Regions from separate parts of the Mus musculus genome. Here region 1 is linked to region 2. The links are chromatin contacts, called in public Micro-C maps. All regions are on one chromosome and are shown on one strand. The core of a region is the stretch at or near the end of the contact, and the rest is flanking DNA. Distances in the headings are between cores, read along the strand shown.

Region 1 (3,397 bases), core at 59-2,558, 130 kb before region 2:
CTCATGAAGAACAGTCCCAGGCTTCCTGCACCAAAGGGCTGGGGCTCTTCTCATTGGTCCCAGTCTTCCTGCACCAAAGGGCTGGGGCTCTTCTCATTGGTCCCAGTCTTCCTGCACCAAAGGGCTGGGGCTCTTCTCATTGGTCCCAGTCTTCCTGCACCAAAGGGCTGGGGCTCTTCTCATTGGTCCCAGTCTTCCTGCACCAAAGGGCTGGGGCTCTTCTCATTGGTCCTCCCTTCCCGCCTCGAATTCCTTCCTTGGGATCTCCAGGTTATAAGCTTTTGGCACACCTATCTGGGAAGGCAAGGGGACAGATCCTGTAAACTTCCGACCTGATGAGGAGGGTAGCTGGGTTGGAATTTACCACCAGGCTCTTGCAATCCTTGGCTGGCTATGGCTGTGGCTGGGAGAGTGAGGAGCTACACGTGGAACGGAGGGGGCAGAGAGGAAAGTCGCCCATCACAGGAGGCCTGGCCCGTGTGACCTCCAAATTATCTTGGCCTTTGCAAGGTGACAGGAGGAGTCTAGAAGCTGACATGTGTATGGTCAGCCGGCACTCAGACATGGTGTGCGCCAGGGGCAGCTCGGAGAGGGACTCAGCCCCTCCCAGCTCACTCATTTAGAGAACAAGGGTGAGATGACACACCCCTGCAGTCTTAGCTACTCCAAAGGCTGAGTCTAGAGAATCATTTGAGCTCAGGAGTTCAACACAGGCCTGGGCTAGGGCCTCTCCCATTTCAAAACAAAAAAATTATCAGACCCTGAAAACCCTGGCTGAGTATCTGAGACACAGACCTACAAGCCATACTTGAAGGACCTCTAACTGAGCACAATCTTAATGAAGCCCCATCTACCGCTCAGGCCTGAGAGAGGGTTCTTGGACTCTAGGCTCTAGAAGGCTGACCCTAGGAGCCCCATGGCTTACAGGAAGTCCCTGTCAGAGTTTCAAAGTTTCTAGCTCTTCCTGGTAACAGGGTTGTAAATTCTTCCTCAGGATCCACACTCATACCCAGGAAATTGGGCAGGCTGCACAAGCAAGTTGTTAGAGCCAGAGGAGACTCCAACTCCCCGAACTCCCAAAAGGCGGTCCAAATAGCCAGAAATGGGCTCAGCCTGGACCACAGGAGAATTTCCCGTGACTAGATAAAAGCCAGTATTTCTCAGGGACCGGTGAACCTAGTTTCCCTCTACCAAAAGGAGCCATTTCCCTTACCAGTGGCAGAAGGGACCAACGGCTACCTGTGGTGCCTATTAGCATACCAAAGCACAAGCTGGCCTCCAGGTCTGCTCCTTGTTGCTAGTATCTGTCACCCCTTTCAAAGGTAACGCTGGCTTCCCGGTCTTTTCACTTCCTCCAGCTCCTGGGCTTCCCTTCCCCCACAGCTACTCATTCTCAACTTAACCTGGCAGTTTGTCCCCCCACCCCCACCCCCACTATGTTCTCTCCCTCCTACCCCTACCCTCTCTCCCTCCCTCCTCCCCCCTCTTCCTCTCTCCCTTCTCTGTCCCTCCCCCCTCCTCTTTCTCCTCTCCCTCCCTCTCCTCTCTGTGCTGTCCCCTACTCCTTTCATCATGTCTTCTCTATTCTCTCTCCCCTGCTATTTTCTGCTCTGGACTCTTACAGATGACTATAGCTATTCTACTCTCCCACTCCTTCTCTCTGTTGTGTCTTTTAAAACTAAAGAGAGACGGAATGTGTTTGGTGGAGGTGAGGTAAGGTGTGGGGGAAGGGGTGCCTCTGTGGGCCCCTGCTGAGGCATCCCTTCCCCCTGAGGGACCAGCCACACACATGACAGTATAGTATAGAATAGAGTTTATTCAGGGCATAGGGAGGGGAGTTGAGAGAAGAGGCCAGTCATGAGCATGTGGAGAGAGAGGGGGGAGAAATGGGGAGAGAGGGGGAGGAAGGTTAGGGGACAAGGGCAGAAGAGCAAGAGAGAGAGGTGAGGGAGAGCAGCCTCTTTTATAGTGAGTCAGGCACACCTGGCTGTTGCCAGGTAACTGTGGGGAGTAGCCTAGACTAAATACTCTCTCTCTCTCTCTCTCTCTCTCTCTCTCTCTCTCTCTCTTCTCTCTCTCTCTCTCTCTCTCTTCTGCAATAAAAGCCTACCTGGAGTGGTCATGCTGTCAGTTTATACAGAGGTCCATCCGGGTAAGAAGAAAGGAAATGAGCCTTCTGGGTGCCTACCTGTGACCTTCCAGTCTGCCACTAGAGAGGAGAAGCCCTCCAATAAGAACCCCATCCCCAGATGAAGGTCTCTGCGTGTAAGGGGTGGCAGAGCACCGCCTCCAGAGGCCTAGTGTCCCCTTTCCCTGACTCTCAACTGATCCCTTGCTACTGTGGCAGCCCAGTCACGATGGACAGGGTGCCAGGGACACCAAGTCCCTAGGAAAATCTCCTGTGGGTCCACCCACCCTGGGTGTATCTCGCCCAGAGGCACTCAGATCCCAAAGAGGAGTCCCAGTGTTTCTCTGACCTTCTAGACTCACAGACTCTTTATGGTGGAGTGGGGATATAGCCTCGGGTTTGGATCCATAAACCTGGAAGTCAAAAAAGCAAGAGCACTTCTATCCAAATGGCACACTGTGTCACCTGCAAATGCACACACTGTGTCTCCTGCTGGCCTCCCCATCAACTCTGCATCCTGCACATAGCAGTCAGGCCACTCCGATGCCTGTCATTTCTAAGTGTGTTACCTGTTATCTCTTAGTTCCTGGACCCAACTGCAGTATCAGGCCTGCCTGGGAAGCTGGGATGGCAGAGGTTGAATCAATAGGAGCCAGAAAGGCTTGCCTTGGGAGCCTTCCTGGAAGTGCCCCACTCTATTGGCCCTTGGCTCCATAGCTACAAAATTAGCTACCTTTGGCCAACCTCTGGGAGCTATAGAGTCAGATTTCTAAGGAAAGTGGTCCAAAGTACCAAAATTCCTCAGCTTCCAGGGATGAGAAAATCTCTCAGAGCAAAGCTCTCAGAGGTGCCTCAGTGCCCTGGATGACCTAGTCATCGAGAGCAGATATCAGTGGTCCACTCTGTCCTTATGCTGAGTTCTGAGCCCTTACAATGAGCAAGCTTACTCAGGAGGACAGGATGGGGACAGCAGAGACTGCACCGCGTAGCAAGGGACCCTCAACCTGGGTGGCTTGCCACACACAGTCAGTGGTGCAAGGAAGACTTTTTAGCCTGTCAAGATTTCTGGCCCGCTCTAGGTGTCTGGGGTGTGGCCCAGGCACTGATGAGTTATAAAAATTTTCTGGCTATTGCAGCACGTAGCCAGGATGGAGGATCTCCTCTGGGCTCTGGTTGTTCCCCAACTCCTCCTGATGGGCAATGTGAAAAAGTGACATGAAGGAGCTAGGGCATGACACTGCAGTGACCTTATGACCTTAAATTTTGTCA
Region 2 (3,442 bases), core at 115-2,614:
TAAATTAGGATGTTAGGAAAACACAGTTCTTTAGTTAAAGCCGATAAACCTACACATACAACTATGTCTAAACAGTCTGCTAAAAGCAGTTTTCATTCCGAGGCTAAACTCTCTCAACAGACCCTAAGAAACTCTTCTAACAGGCAGAAGGCTCTCTGTGAGCTTGAGGCCAACCTGGTCTACATAGTGGATTCCAAAACAGCCCAGGCTACATAAAGTCCCTGTCTGGAAAGGAAAAACAAAACAAAACAAACAAACAAACAAACAAACAAAAAAACCTCCTCTAATACACACATACGCATACACACGCGCGCGCACACCACACACACACACACACACACTTGGGGGAGGCATACTCGCTCACTAAAAAAGTGACACTTAATGGATATTTAGGGGGAGACCTTTCCAGTTCCAACACTTCACTCTAAAACACCCCGATAAAAAGTGAAGGGACTGCCTTAATGCACAAAAGACGGCAAAAGCTGGGTATCCCTAACTATCAGAGACTTCCTTTTGATGGCTGGCCAGGCCTTCCTTCAAGGGCTGATTTTCAGAATGCACAGAGTTCCAAGCGGAGGGCAGAGTCGGACTCCCCAAACAACGGGCTAAACAGGTAAACGGAACCACCGCCGACGGACCCCAAAGCCAAGTTCTCCTCTCGCTTCAGGGTCTGCAGAGTAGGCAAGTGGCCTGGAACGGCAGCATCAGGTCACACTCAAGGAACCCAAGGCAAACCCCGATGCTTGGGATCCGGTCGGCCCGAAGGTGTGCAGGATGCCACACAACTCAGGGCGCCCGGCTCACCTTGCCCCCCACTCGCTAACCAGAAAGCAAGCGCACGGCGGCGGCGTGGCCTGTGGGCCACCCACAGCAGGCTAAGGAGCGGCCACCCGTGTCCCGAGCGCCGACTCCGAGGCTCCGGAGCTCCGCGGCCTAGAGTGACACGCGCAGGGAGGCTGCAGAGAGGGAGAGAGAGAGAGAGAGCGCGGGCGGCGCAGCGGCAGCACCGCGGGCTCACGAGGCCCCGGGAGCCGCGCCACTCACCAAGCAGCCGGCGCACCTCGTCCTCGCTCAGGTAGAGGCTCACGCTGGGTCCCGCAGGAGCGGCGGCCAGGGCCGGGGACCGCGGGGCGGCGGCGGGCAGCATCGCCAGCAGCAGCAGCAGCAGCGGCGGCGGCGGGGCCCTCAGGCCGCCGCTCCCCGGGACGCCGCCCCGGCCCGCGCGCATGGCCGCCGCCGAGCAGGAGCGTCCGCCGCCCGCCGCGCCGCCGCGCACCCCGGCCCCGAGCGCCTCACAGCCCCGAGCCGGGGGCGGCCGGCCAGCTCATCGCGCCGCCGCTTCAGACCCGCCGCCCGGGAACGGGAGGGGGTGGGGGGGCGAGCTGCGGGCGGAGACGCGCGCGTGCGCGTGCCCGCCGTGCGCGAGGGCGCGCACGCATGTGCCGCCCGACCGAGAGCGCCTGGTTCTGGGGCGCGCGTGCACGGGAGAGCGTCTCAGACCTGAGGTCGGGGTGGGGGCCGCGCGTAGGGGTTGGTATAAATAACATTACGTTGTTTGCCAGGCTGAAACGCGCGAGGAATAAAGGAAATGAGTTAAAGAGACACAAACTAATCAAAAACAATAATGAAGTGCCCTGGCCAGGCGAAGGGCTCTAGGCTAATATAGCCAGTCCCCAGCCCAAGTCGTTGAGGCCTAGAGTCGGTTGGTCTCTTTATTCTTCCCCAGGTGCGCCCTGAGTCTTGGATGCTGTCTCAAAAGAAAAGAATGCTGTTTTATTTAGTGAGAAGGGACGGGTACGTAGAAATCTTCCCTTATCCCACCATCAGAGGTCAGCCTCTAGTTAGCATGTCTGTTCCCTAAAATTCACATGCCACACACTTTCCAGAAAGCAAAAACAAAAACAAAAAAAACTCATAAAACCTTAGTAAACTTTTTATTTTGTATTTTGGTTTACAGTTTGTTTGTTTGTTTGTTTGTTTTGAGACAGGGTCTCACTATGTAGCCCTGGCCCGCATGGAACTTGCTATGTAGACCAAGCTGGCCTTGAACTCACAGAGATCTGCCTGCCTCTGCTTCCCAAGTGCCAGGATTAAAGGCCTGTGCCACCCATGCCCAGCAAGCTTATTTTTACATGTGACGAACTTTTATTATCCTAGTTCTCCTTTACTGTAAATCAACCTGTATCTGGGCTTTTAACCTGTGGTCCATGCCAGCCCCCCCCTCCAAAACATGGAATGTATGTGAGTGTGTGCTTATGGCTGTACATGGCTGTCTGTGTGCATGGGTGCTTTCACATACTGGAGAGTGGTTTTTACATTTCATCCCTTGCTCTAGGAAGCCCTTGTCTCCCTAAACCGGTTAAGGATCTCTGATACATCCCAGAGACTCTGATGAAGAATTTGGGGAAGCCCCAGTCAAGCTTACTCCACAAGCCATCACTCAGGCTGGCTCCCAAGCATCCCTTCTCACTTCCTCCAGAACAGGGTCATCCCATCCCTGTGACCCGTTCACTGACCTTATGCCTCCCTCCTTGCCTGTGGAGAGCAGCTGCTTTCTGCCCGGCCTAGCTTCAAGCTCCCAGTTGCCCATCCACACGCAGGCCCTGAGAGATATTACCTGTATCCCCTGCCAGGGCAGGGAGAGAGACCGAAGAGGAGGATAGTTGGATCTTGATATTTTTCCCCCCTCTCTCCTGTAGTGAGAGGGATGGATTCCATTTGGAGACAAGCTGGCCTCAATTTGTCAAGCTTCAGTTCCCCAGCACAGAATACAGTGCCCTGCAGGAAGAGACCAGGAAGTGGGCATGAACTGAACAAAAGCATGCCATCAGTGAATGATGAAAAACACAAGTCACCTGTGGCCACAGCTACCTCGTAGGGAACCAGGGCCCTGCCAGGAAGGACTCTAGGAACCTATGCTGTGAACAGGGCTCTCTACTCAAGAAAACAAAGGGGGTGGGGGCGGAGCCGTCTTGAAAGCAAAGGTTTGCTGTCTACATTTTTTGCAGCAAGCTAATAATCTCCAAGAATGGAAGCTGAGTCTTCTAGAGGCTGGTTTACTTCCATATCTTTAGCCAGTGACATCTTGAGATACTATGATACAATATATCCCAAAGGTGTCAGTCAAGCGGGACTAAGCACTGGTATTTATCAATGGTGTGGCCTTGGGAAAATTAAACTCTCCTAGCCTCGGTTAAGCACCAGCGGTAAGGCCTGACTTGCAGGGCTTTTACAAGGATTTAATTGGAGAAGCTATAAATAAAACACCTGGGCGGACACTGGGTGACTGCTACAATTGTTATGATTACTGTTGACATAATGAACCCTTCCTTCTAATGGCCACTTCTGTGTAGTTTCATCACCAAACAGTTCAAATGAGGTATCCTCCAAAAGTCCCTTCACTAACCCCCCCTGCATAACCCAGAGCCTGTACCCAACATGA

Evidence for each region. A called contact is a pair of places that touch in the nucleus more often than the background predicts.
Region 1: a Micro-C map of embryonic stem cells shows a contact between it and region 2, with 2.7 times the contacts expected there. The contact joins the enhancer-like site here to the promoter of Ryk in region 2. A contact is called at or near these places in 2 of 39 promoter capture datasets (liver and pre-B cells) and 1 of 484 Hi-C or Micro-C datasets (embryonic stem cells).

Annotation. Positions count from the first base shown.
Region 1 is chr9:102,959,467-102,962,863 of GRCm38.p6, reverse strand. No RefSeq gene overlaps it. Among named protein-coding and RNA genes, the nearest start is that of Gm31434, 41 kb to the left of the region's middle. Within about 2 kb of position 1,308, at least 28 of the 459 cell types and tissues checked have an H3K27ac peak or open chromatin away from gene starts, as enhancers often do. A contact at or near this core is called in embryonic stem cells, where this site is marked.
Region 2 is chr9:102,832,842-102,836,283 of GRCm38.p6, reverse strand. It overlaps Ryk (receptor-like tyrosine kinase), which reads right to left and starts at 1,364. Exons shown (of 15, transcript NM_013649.3): 1 at 1,045-1,364. The coding sequence starts at 1,228.